Linked DNA regions of Columba livia: region 2 is linked to region 1. A link is a contact called in public Hi-C data. All regions are on one chromosome and are shown on one strand. The core of a region is the stretch at or near the end of the contact, and the rest is flanking DNA. Distances in the headings are between cores, read along the strand shown. Region 1 overlaps FNIP2 (folliculin interacting protein 2). Region 2 holds the start of PPID (peptidylprolyl isomerase D).

What was found. A called contact is a pair of places that touch in the nucleus more often than the background predicts.
Region 2: a Hi-C map of crop shows a contact between it and region 1, with 1.9 times the contacts expected there. The contact joins the promoter of PPID here to the enhancer-like site in region 1. A contact is called at or near these places in 2 of 2 Hi-C or Micro-C datasets (crop and liver).

The regions. Positions count from the first base shown.
Region 1 is chr4:44,054,223-44,060,671 of bColLiv1.pat.W.v2, reverse strand. FNIP2 (folliculin interacting protein 2) reads left to right here. Exons shown (of 18, transcript XM_065061444.1): 8 at 150-221; 9 at 824-953; 10 at 4,060-4,261; 11 at 4,848-4,936; 12 at 5,792-5,938; 13 at 6,064-6,233. Among named protein-coding and RNA genes, the nearest start is that of FNIP2, 33 kb to the left of the region's middle. Within about 2 kb of position 3,176, at least 1 of the 3 cell types and tissues checked has an H3K27ac peak away from gene starts, as active enhancers do.
Region 2 is chr4:44,093,975-44,100,423 of bColLiv1.pat.W.v2, reverse strand. It overlaps PPID (peptidylprolyl isomerase D), which reads right to left and starts at 2,639. Exons shown (of 10, transcript XM_065061451.1): 1 at 2,123-2,639; 2 at 50-190. The coding sequence starts at 2,207. It overlaps LOC110362901 (a long non-coding RNA gene), which reads left to right and starts at 2,730. Exons shown (of 2, transcript XR_002420588.2): 1 at 2,730-5,194; 2 at 5,877-6,449.

The sequences.
Region 1 (6,449 bases), core at 1,927-4,426:
TGCCTCCTCTGCTCACACCGTACTGCTTATTTGGAGTAACAGTACAGGATGTTTTATGACCTTTAAACTTAAACATTTTTTTTTAAATGCTCACAAATAGTATGATGAGTTATGTAGTATTTTCTGTTGATCTGATCTGTTTGTTTCAGCACACAGCACACCTGTCGATATGCCAAGCCGAGGACAAAATGAGGACAGAGATAGCGGCATTGCTCGGTCAGGTATCTACTGTGTGTTTTGTTTGCCTGCTTTTGTAACTATGTTACAATTCTTTGATGCATTCATTCAGCTCAAATATAGGCACCTCATGACCCATAAATCCAAATTTTTTTTGATCCACTAAGTGGTTTTCCTTCTGCTTTGCCTTAAGCCCGTATGGAAGAATAATTGTAATGATATTCCTTGTTTACAGCCATCATTTTCTGTGTTCTTAACCAGTCAGTAATCTGGAGAAAGAACTAACTGGAGCCATTATTAAAGCAAGGGAAGAGTCTTTTGCACTGAAAAGCAAAAGGAGGCCAGGTCTGTCTGTTGTAATGGGAGAGCAAAACCTCTTAGGACAGAATGCTTTTAATGAGAGTAAGATGACTTTTAGTATGTTCTAGTAGGGAAGATTTCTGATTTTTTTAAGGAAAGAATGTCCTTAGGCAGCAAGATGTATTTAAAATAATTGTCTCTCCTGTTGCAAATGAGCTATGTGAAAAAGATGAGCATGCCAGAGCAAAATTTGTAGGAATTTGTTTCCAGTTAAAGTATAAAGAAAAATTTGTAACCAGAACTCTGTGTAATTCAGTATATGTGGGGTTTCTTCCTTTCTTGATAGCATCTCTGAGCAGTCTTCTGGTCACTCCTTTTCCATCTCCAAGCTCTTCAACATCATCATCTAGCAGCTATCAACGTCGCTGGCTCCGAAGTCAGACAACCAGTTTAGAGAATGGAATTATTCCAAGATGGTGAGTGCTACACCTTTCTTCTTAGAACAGCTGTTTGGCAGTAATTTAAGCTAAATAGAGCTTAATCCTCTTTTCTTTAAAAGTACAAACCCTGTTATTAAATAATCTCAGCCTAACTTCTGTGCATGTTACATAACATTGCCAATAGGAAGAAAGGTAAGTTTTGGCTGAATATGACCTGCAAGGTCTGATTTGAAATACATTAATTTTTATTGAACATATAGACTGTGTCTGAAGCCACATGTTGAAAAGCAAATTCAACTGTTTCTGAAGGAGCGGAGCATCCTATTGAGATGAAAGAGACTGTAACAGCGTTGCTGCCATAATTACATTATACTATGATGAATCCTAACTAGTGAGCAGTTACTGAAATTTTGGAATAATAGCCTATGACAGCTCTCTCAGCTGGTACAGGATGTTCCTGATGTGACTTCTGCCAAAACAGGAAGGAAAAAAAAAGCTGTGATCAAAAAGCTTGGGTTCTGTTTTGGAATTTTATTAGCTTTTGTAGCTCAGTGGCATAACAAAGCATGGAATGCAGCAGAATTTTTGTAGCGAACAAGCAAATTCTTCCCTTATCAGCTGCAAAATAGCAAATGGTTCTTGATTGTCTGTTCGTATGTACTCATCCACCTGTACCTAGAGACAGTGTGGAATTAGTGGAGAGCTGTAAGAAATTTCTCCTTTTTGGCCTTTCTCCCTCTTCACTGTTTTCAGTTAAGAGAAGCTTAAAAGCATCTTTCCCTTGTGGCAACACTTGAACCTATTTTCCTGGATGTTCTTACTGAATAATCTTTAACACAAAGAATCATGCAGTGCTACTAGTGTAGCAGTCATGCTTTCTAAATCATTCTTGCAGTTGAGAATAACCTAGCAAACATTTTGCTTTCAGTAAATTGAAGTACTTTTTAGTCTTGTGAGCAGCAAATGCAAAAATGTTAAAACATAGGGTAAATAAGATAATTTCAGCCCAGTTTAGAAAGTAGCTAAAGTTTCACAAATAGAAAGTTCCTTGAAGTGCTTTCTGAATACTTGCTAGAGAAACAGTAGGCTTCTGGTTGAATACTTCAGCGACAGTAAATTTTGCACTTTGGTTTGTACAGCCAAATTCTACTGTCTCTGTGACCAACGTTTTAGGCCAATAGCTCAAAGAAAATGAGATGTCTAGCTGGAACCCCATGTAGTCAGTTGGCAGGCAAGCTAGATTAGCAGCTTTCTTGAAAAGGATTCTCTCACAGAGCTAAATTCTTCAATTTCTGTTCCTGGGAAGCAGTACAAAAGCTTGCCATGTTTCTTAATGCCGACTGACCATCCTTTCCCAACTTCCTTGGGAATTTTTGTCTCTGCATGCAAGTTCCTGAAGTTCAAATGAGGTTATGTTTTTGTCTTGAACTCTGGTTTCCCACAAGCTGTCTTTTGCTAGGGTTTTATTGTGCATGTTTTTTCCTGTATTCCTGGACTCATACATCTATGATGAGAAACTTTTGTGTATTTAACTTTGTCAAACCAATTAAACTGTAAACCACTTATTTTTAGAATGAACTTAGAATCAATGCTCAGCATTCACTTTCTTCTTGTTCATTGCTTCATAGTGGTCTATAAATGCCACAGGCCCCATTTCAAGATAATTCTGATATGAAAAGCCTTCAAGCTTTTAATTACCACTCACTCATATTGCAGTCTTAACTTACAAAGAAAGTCCAAAACCAAGTTATTTCCATATAAGCTGGTCTCTGAATGTCTCCATTTGTGTTCCAATGGCTTTTTCTTGTCTGTTCTTACCCTTCTTCCTCTATAATTTCTCAGTGGATTAAAAGCCATTATTCAGTTAAAGTTCTTTCCAAAAGAAGTTTTGACCATACTATTTCACTCATTGAAGTATATACTTTTTAAAGACCTTTTTTCAGTGAAATTGATCATGAATCTTTTAGCAAGGAAAAAATAATAGTTCTCTAAATGCAGCAACATCAATATTTAGCACTGCAATGCAAGTATTTATGGAAGAACAGCCCTTTTGTGTAATCACAGAAAAACTTCAGGCTGAGACTTGTGGCTATCATCTGAATTGGTTTCTGGTGTAAAGAACCAGCTTGAAATTTAGGTCAGATTGCTGTGGAACTTGTTGAATCTTGAAATTCTCAGAGGATAAGGATTCCACAGCTTCTCTGGACAGTGCCTTCTGGTGTATTGACCATTTCTCCCCCACTTGGCACCTTCTCCACACTCAGTGAAGGTGTACTTTGATCCACAGGCCAGAAGATATTGAGCAGCGTTGATCTCAGTTTCAACTCATCTAATATTGAAAAATGGCATAACTGTTGTAAAAAGAAATGTGGCAGGATTATTAAGTGAATAAACAGAACTTGGGGAAATAATAATGGTTATAAAGTAGCCACTGGTTTGTGTGGTTGGTTTTTTTTTTTGTGTATTAGCAGAAAACAGCATTTTAAACTGAAGTATATCCAACTTTGAGCTAAGCATGTATACACATGTATTTGTAGGCGTTAAGTTTGTGTTTTCACAGTAATTACTAAGTGGTGACATCTTGTCTTCAGTTAAAATAGAAACTTTTACTTTGCATGTTTAAGTGCCTTAAGACATCCATCTTAAGATGCTGGAAGAGTATAGGTAGCATGTTTCCCAGCTTCTCTCATGAGCAGCAGTACCAATTCAAGAATATCATGGACATACTGCCAATCACGTAGGCAGGAGCTTGAGTGTTCGATGCAGTTCACAGCTCTGAAACTACCTTTAACCTTTTTTGCTAATGATTGCTAATGTTGTGTCTCCGTTCCTTTTTCTTAATCTCCTGTAAAGATAGATCAAGAAGGAGGGGTTTTGTAGTAGTTCTGTTTCAGAGGAAAGAGTTCACACCACTTTAGGAGCTAGCCTCTTTGGGGGTTGCCTTACTGCTGTCTGAGCAAACTTAGGTCTTATCCATCAAAATGTTGGGTATCCTCTGTTCAGAGATGGATGACAGCAAAATCTTGGATAGTCAGTCGAAGGAGACCTAAGAATGAATTACCTTCTACTGTAGAGAGATATGGATAGAAGACTAATTACCTCTCAGCACATAGGTAACTGTCCTAACAAATCTGTTTTACAGGTCCACTGAAGAAATGTTTAGTATGGCTGATGAAAGCTGCAGCTCCAATCCTGCAATGATTCGGAGGAAGAAAATTGCAATCAGCATAATCTTTTCTCTGCCTGAAAAAGAAGAAGCACAGAGAAACTTCCAGGATTTCTTTTTCTCTCACTTTCCTCTTTTTGAATCTCACATGAACAAGCTGAAGTATGCAATAGAGAAGGTACAGAACACTAGTTTGGTTTAATGTGGGAAAATAAGTGTCAAGCAGAATGAAGTATTCTATAATCTGATAGATGAAGAGTGGGAGAGTGCGTGGTTTCAAGCCTCCCTCCCTTCTTACACATCTAGTCTTGAGCCTGAGCCCACTGTAGGAATTCAGTATTTGCTGAAAAAGAGGTGCAGGCTTTTTCTAGTTAGAATGAGAATGGAGAGCTTATGCTACTGGTGGTTTTTGGTTTTGTTTTTTTTTCTTCTCACCGTATTTCACTGTGAGGTTTTTGTGACTCCCTGGAGACTGTGGAAATGATGGTAATCTATCGTTTCATGCAGTCAGTAAAACAGACACAACAAATGTTTGTTGCTGTCTTCCCCTTACTCTCTCAAAAATGTTCTCTTCTTTTCCCATGCCTGGTCTTAGGGATTGGTCTCTCATGAGGTGGAGGGAGGCTGGCAGGTATTGCTGTCCTGAGTGGCTATATAGCACTGTGGCTACATCTTAATTATTTTGACATGTTAATGAAGCTTAAAAAAGATGAAGAATGCGAATCCTTTAAGAAGCTGTTTTGTGTCTTTAACTCTTAATCAAGGCCATGATCTCATGTAGAAAAATAGCAGAATCCAGCCAAAGAGTGCAGGTTTATATCAGCCGTGTCATGGATGCCCTGGGAGAATTCAGGTGAGTTGATGGAATTCTCAATTACAAGGAGAGTTCTTCTCATGCCCGTCTAAAGATATTTGTCAGTTCTAGTTATAAGCAACTGAATGCCAAGTCTCGTAATTTAACCAGTCTTGAAATTAGTGTGAATGACTTTTCTGGGTTGGGTACTGGGTAAATGTTTTTTAAAAACTTCAGCAAAGCCAGCTCTGTCATTTCAGAATGAGAGTACAAGTAGTTCTGCTTTACTTACCTGTACCTGGGACTGTCAGTCTTTAAGATCTCATCAGGTGTTTGGCTTCTGCTGATGCCTTTGTGAACGAGTGGATTGATTCTTGTATTCAGGCAAATGAGTTGGCTACTCCTAGCCGTAGACACTCAACAGTGTCGGTGAGAAGCAAGTGGCTGTCAAAGGCTCTCTTTTTGGTACCTAAGAGAGGAAGGAATGGCTAGAGGCCAAAAAGGGCACCCAAGAGAGTAGACAGAGAGCAAAGGATTTGGTGGGATAGAGTTTCTGTAATGTCTGGAATATGGAATCGAAGCACTGCAATGAATACAATGGGTTCTGTCTCACCTCGAAGTGATTTCTGGATTGCTTCTCTGAACATAGATACACAGGGAAATGCAAGAAAGGGAAAACAGACATGTAATTCATATGAAGACACTAAGTTACTGGTACACTGAATTAAACACACTGTTCTAGGACACTTGCAATTAGTATGTTTGGGAAGCTCTTCCAGTTTGTTTAGTCTCCCAGATCTTACCAAAAAAAAAAAAAAAAAAAAAAAATCAATGGGTGATAGGAGGAAATGGTGTACTTGTATTTGCAAGATTGAGATGTACATATTAACCCTTCTGGGAATTTTCTTTGAGCAGGGTTACAATCTGGAACCTATATTCTGTTCCAAGGATTGCAGAGCCTGTGTGGCTTAATATGATGTCCAGCACCCTGGAAAAGAATCAGCTATGCCAGCGTTTTCTTAAAGAATTTACGTTTTTGATAGAACAGATCAACAAAAATCAGTAAGTTTCTCCTGCTTCCTTTTTCTTAGAAGAGTTTGTGTGCTCCCCAGTGCATGTGGATGTGTTAAAACACTTAATGGGATATTCTTTTGCTGGTGTTACTTTGGTCATATTATTTTTCCTAGGTTCTTTGCTGCTTTGTTAACGGCGGTGCTGACGTATCATCTGGCTTGGGTCCCAACGGTAATGCCAGTTGACCATCTTCCCTTAAAGGCCTTCTCTGAGAAGCGCACATCACAGTCTGTGAACATGCTGGCAAAATCCCATCCGTATAACCCTCTCTGGGCACAGCTTGGTCAGTAGGAAATTGAAAACTTTAGCTTTCTCTATAACTAGCACCTTCCTGCATCCACTCCCCTCATCTGAGAGTTACCTATGATACAGATGCCATTTTTCTGATTTGTCTTGCTGTAGGCTGGGCAGAGTTACCAACAGATGTCTTGTGTCTGGTTAAACAGAGCATTTGGAGGCCTGTTTGCATAGCGTGACTGCTTTTTTCCTTGATCCCTTG
Region 2 (6,449 bases), core at 1,390-3,889, 40 kb before region 1:
GGAGGACTTCCGTTACCAGCAGGTAATCAGAGAACTTAATAGAACTTACTTCTGTGGAAAGGACATCCTTTATAATGAAGAGGCTTTCCAGTGGTAGGCCCTGTTCCTTTCTCTCCTGTACATAACGCACGGAAATTTTCAGCAGTTTTGGGTACAACATCAGCAAACAATTCGAAGACAATGCGTCCAACTGAAATGACAAAGAGAGAATTAGACATATTTTTAAGTCCTGTCTTTTACATGGTGATGTGTTGAGCATTACAGAGCAAAGGTAATTAATATTTCAGACTTGACTGTATTTATTTAGATTACTATTAAACTGACATTTTGGGTTTGTTCCATGGCAATCACTGACAGAGTTACATTAGGGTTTTAGCAAGGTTATTACCAACAACGAATTCCACTATCAAGAGTAATTTACAGGGAATAAAGACAGATTCTGCCAGAAACTATCAAAAGTACCAAATGCATTTTCTGCCAAAAAAATGTGTGTGGGAAATCACACATGCATATATTAAAGTCAAATTATGTATTGTAACATGCATACTTATTTTATGTCCCTTTTAACATGTACATGTAGCTTGTTCAAGCAAAATCAGCTACAATAAAAAAGACTGTTTTGTGGAGACTTTCATGTGATCTAAGAACTTATGCTAAACATGTACGCCAACCTTATTCCTCATTCTCTTAAATCTCAATTTTACTAAGACACCGTAACACCTAACATGCATATGAATAATGGCTATTTACAGTTACAGATGCTACAAGCAATTATTAAAAAATGTACACGTTTTAACTAAAGGAAGTGAAAGCTGAGTAGCTAACAGATCCTGTAATAGGCGATAAATGGATTATGTGTCAAATTCTCATCTTTTCACAAAGTGGCTTCTCGGAGAGATATTTCTCACTCCTAGCAGCTGCCACCAGTTGCTGCTGCTGTTTTCTCATCAGCCTCACAGTCAATTAGTTATCATATCTTCACTCCACCGGAAACCAAATGTAAATACATTAATTCTAATTAATACAGGAATGAAAACAAATTAGACAACTGAAAGTCAATAAAAGACAAATCATCTTACAGACTTATTATTGAGTAGCAGAATGAGTAAACAAGAGGCAATATTCTGACAAAAAGGCATCATCTATCTTCACCCATGCAAATTTTGAAAACCTGCACTTTTGAATATCACCCCAGCATCCATGTTGTTGTTTTGTTGTTTCCACTTCGACCATTTGCCCAGATTTTCGAATGACCTCTGCCAACACCAGCCATGCCAAGAGAACAACCGATCCCAAGAGAATGACTGATGCCAAGAGAATGACTGGGACCAAGGGTCTGCCAGAGCTTTCGGCCTAGCACAGGCCACCACCCCCCGGCAGCCCCAGGCCAGCAGCAGCCAGGTGAGGCCTGGCACCACGGCCCCACGCGTGGGTGGCAGGACACGGCCTGAGAGCAGGGTGAGGGCTGCTCTCACCCAGGCCGAGCTCGGCAGGCTGGCGGCACGTGTTAGCGGGTGTGTAGGTGCGGGCCGTGGCCATAGGTACCCCGGGGACCTATACGGTGCAGGGCAGCAAGCCAGCCTGCTACACTTGGCCGGGCGAGGCTGTTCAGGGATGGCGTCGCAGGGGATCGCTGATGGCGCTGTACGTGCCCGCTCCCCGGCATCACGGTCGGGTGCACCCCTCAGCTGGGAAGCCCCAGGGAACGGGAGGCCGATGCAGCCATGTTGTCTTTCCCTCTGTTTCCCTCGGGCCTGTTCATTCAGCGGGGAAACCCCAGCGGAGCTCGCAGGTCCCGGCGGGGAGGCAGTCTCCCGCCCCACAGGAGGCCCGTTCGCGGCGGGGCCATGTTTCTCCCCCTTCCCGGCACCGCGTGTGTGTGCCCGCAGCACGCCACCGCAGCTTCGGGGTCCCTCCCCGTCGAGAACGTTCGGTGCCGCGGCCCGACTGACGCGTGAGCCGCCCCGCTCCCGCCCGCTCCCCGCCACCCGGCCCGGGCTCCGCGTGTTCAGCACAGAGGGGCCCCGGCCTCGGGCCCCCCCGGCCTCGGGCCCCCCGGCCCCGGCCCAACCACGCGGGTCTCGCCCGGATCCCCGCCGCTCCCTTCCCGCCCCCTCCCCACCTCTCTCGCCCCCGATGTCCACATCGAAGAAGGCGCGGGGGTTGGAGGGCTTGCTGGGCCGGGCGACAGGGGACGGATGCGACATATCGCAGCTGCCCGCTGCCGCGGTGGCTCCGCCTTACTCGGCCGCTCGCGATTCCGGCCGCCGCGGGGTCGGGACCGCTTCCCGCTCCTCCCACCGGCGGGGCCGGCGGCTGGCGGAGGGCGCCGCAGCCACCGTGGGGACAGAAGCCTGCCCCCAGCTAATGGCGGCGGGCGGGCGCTCTCAGGGGAGGCTGAGGGAGCGCGGGCGGGCGGGCGCCGCGGGCGGCAGCGCGGCGGGGGCGGGTGTGTTGCGGGCGGCTCTCGGTGCCTCCGGTGCGGCCCTCGGTGCCCCCGGCGCGGCCTCGCACCGCTCGCCGAGGCGCCGGGCGGGAAGGCGACGGGTAGTGGCGCAACGCGGGTGCCGCACGGCGGAGCCAGGGCCCCGCAGATGCCTGCGGGAAAGGTCTGCCTCGGCCTCCTGCCTCCGAGACGTCTTTAATCACTTGGAGGTAACCTGCAAAGAAAAAACGTTTGTTTCTTGAGAGTATATACACTTACAGAAGGCCTGGAAATGCGGGTAAGGAGAGGGATTTTTTATTTTGCCTGCGTTATGAGAGAAACGCAGGCTTTGTGAAAAGCTGTGACCCGTGGAAAAATTGGCAAGTTTTCAAAGTGACTATCACCATATAAATGCTTAGAAACACTGAATAACTCCAGGCTTCTTAAGGTCTGAAAACGAAATGTGTTTCTTCCCAAAGTGTGACTACCACGATAATTGCTCTGAGGCAAACAGTCTCTTTCAGCCACTTGTGTTGACCAAGGGATGTGAAAACCGTCAACAAACTTTGTTGGGGCTCCTCAAGGTGCGGAATTCCCAAGCACATGAATGGCCAACCTGGCCACATCCTGTGCTCATGGGCATCCTGAAGGCAAGGGGTGTGTTGAGGCAAAAGTTGAAGGGGCAGAAAAGTGCTGGGCTCTTGCAAACTTAAAGTTGTTTTGGGAATGCTGCTGTTCAAAAATGATCCTCTCTGTTCCTTGGACTTCTCTAATCCATCCTAGAAACCTCTACGTTCATTCTTTGATTCATTCTATCCTCCAAATGCTTTCTCCTCTAATTCATGTCATCTTTATATGTTTGGGCTTGAACTTCATCAAGCTGGTTTTCATCTCTCTCTCAGTATGTTCTCAATATTAGACGTGTCAGAGGTCATCTGTAATTGCCATATTGAAAGAAAATATAAAGTAGCACTGATATTAATAACACTGCAGTCCATATACTGCATCGTGATAATTCCCACAGCCTCTGTACAGATGTTGGATAGAAGAGGTGATCAGCACCGAGTGCTGTTGAATATTGCATCTGGGAAGCCTCAACAGAAGGAAAAACCATCTGCCACCATCTGGGAACACTTAGTGAGGAATCATTGGGACCACACTAAGGCATTTCTCTCTCTGAGCCAGGTCATGCAGCTGTGTCAGGGATTTTGCATGCTCCACCATGTGAAAGGCCACCAGAGCTTTGAGTCATCTGCAAGTCACCAGGCATCTGGCCATGGTCACTGGTTGAGATATTTTTATCATTACGCTTAGCGTAGGTGAGGTGCAGTGGCGTAGGAGAAGTGATTTCAGTGAGGCAGTTGTTAGCCAAGCAAGTACAGTCTGGAAGAGATTTCATTAGCAGACAGCAGAGTAAAGTGCGTGGTGTTGGTGTGTGTCCCCCGCAAGAGCTGTTGGCAGCTTCCTCTTGAGAAGAAGTAGTGATTCATTCTTCCAGGAGCAGACTTACACAGTCCCTGTAGTTATTTTCCTGGCCAAGTTGGAATAGTCTAGATTCTAGATTAGTTATTCATATTACAGTAGTTGCTCGAAAATCCCTATGTGCAATGTACTTTAGAAGTACAAAGAAACAGGCAATCCCTGTGCTAATTTGGAGATGTGAGGTGGACGAGAGAAAAACTAAGCAACTTTCTCAGTGTCAGTAGGAGATTCTGGAAAATAATGTGAGCTGAATGAATATCTTCCAAGCACTGCAGTAGCATAATTACTGTACATAATAATTTATAGTCATTGACAGATTGTAAAAAGCAACTGTAGTGTGACTTCTGTCAATAATTTACTGAGTGATTTTATGCTCAAATTAATATATTAAGTTACACACAAAATTGATGGATAAATAATGTCTTTCAAATGTGGTAAACACTTGTAAAACATTGTATTGAAAATAGGCACTATAACTGAACTGTCAAAGGTTTTAATTCAGATATTTACGCACACGCAGCTTTAGCTATGCAGTAAAATTATTTTGAGTATTATAATTAGATAAACACATGTTGAGGGTGCTAAAAAGTACAGGTCTCTCCTCTACTGAGTACATCATACTTGCTGGAGTATGACACTCCAGTCTAATTGAACTCAAAGACCAGTCAGAGCAAGGGATGTGGATCTTCTAAGTCCAGCCACTTATACAATCTTCATTTTCTCCTCTTCTTCCCTCCCTGACTAAAGAAGCTATCATTGATAAATGCACAGAAATGCCTATATCATTCTAAAACTTGTAGTCCGATGGAAGACACAATAAGCAATAATAATGAATAATCGTTCCATCCTGTAAAATAGCATTTGTGAAAGAATAAACTGTAAAATAAAGATTATTTATAATTGTTGCTGATTGTGTAAGGTGGGCAAATATGTACACATTCAGAATAGGATTTTTTGCTGTTTATTTAATTTTCTTTTTTTTTCACCTCTAAATCTGTATTTGACACTGTGAAGAAAATTGAAGCTTAAACATGTTCATGCCACCAGAAGGTGAGAACTTTGGCTTAGTGCAGAACTTCCTTGTCTAAGGATATTAAAAGCCATTTTGTTTTTTATAGGAATGATTGTATGTTTGTGGGCTTTTCACTGGATTGAATTGTAGCTTCAGAACAGGACCCAGTGGAGAACTGAGAGGATCGAGTTGACAAGCAACTGAAACACATACTTCAGCCTTTCACAGCAGCTATTAAGAAGCTTCCAATATGCAATTTTTTGATAACAGTCTTGGTAAGGATGCTTTCAGTGCTTGCTGTGAAATAGAGCAGCCACTCAGCCTTTCCTGTGCCACAGGGTGCATCATGTGCTGTTCCCATGTGACCTGGCACACCAAACATGTCATTTTCATCAGAGAGACACGAGACAGGAGAAAGAGAAATCTGTTTCCTCATTATCAGGCTTATTGTTCCACATCTACACCAAGTCTTTTTCTGAAAAAAAAAAAAAAAAAAAAAGGTCCCAAATTAAACCTATACTGAGCAGTTATTGGCTCTCAGCTGATTCCTCTAAGCTGAATTAAAATGCAATATTAAACCATTAAAGAACCATATGTTCTTGTCCCAGGATATTTGAAAAAGAAAATTGTCTACACAGAGCTGACATTCTATGACAGAAATTGAAAGAAAAGTCATGCATTTAGTCATCACTAACTTTCAGATACCTTGATCACTAAAAACATGGTTTAGCTAAGAACTAAGTTTCAGAGGCAAATAACCAGAGAAGCTGCTGGCCACTGTTGCCACACTGCTGATGTGGGATGTTTTTTTTGCTAAATTCCTGCCCTCACTTTTGATACAAAGGTATTTCCTGTGTGTCACTGCAATTTCATGTAAATGTATAATGCTGTTTATCATAGTTATCACCAAAGGGTATTAAAATATCAATTATGGTGACTGTATTCTTTATTATGTAGAAAGCCTTTTTGGTCTGCATCTAATGTGGGTACAATGGAGTCCAGGATGAGCTACGGCAAGATGTATTTAAAGACAAGAGTGCAACCAGCAAATAGTGAGTCCCCACAATGGATTTTGCAATTGAAAATCTGGAACATGAGCATTTCCAGCGAGGCTTTGGATGGAGTCCTAGACAGGAGGCTTAGAAACACTACCAGGAGAGGAACCAAACCAGGTTTGAAACAAGTATTTGAACATCTACTGCTATGCACATCTGCAGGCTTTTCTGGGGTAAAAAGTATTGCACCTTTGTTTTAGGAAATTTAACAAGATACATAAGTAACAGTAGTGATTTCAGAGAATTGTAAATACCTATTACCTTCACACAATCCAATTCTCACCATATTATTCAATATTTATATTTTGATTAAAAGAATATACCCTTTATCTGGCCTTTTTATTCTTAACACCAAAGACTGTTGAAAATCAAATGTTTCATTACATACACCAATACTTCCCAGTCATTTTGAAACAATTATTTTAAATTAATATTTCCCTTTAAAGTGTCTTTCATTTTCAACTGACTGTATCTT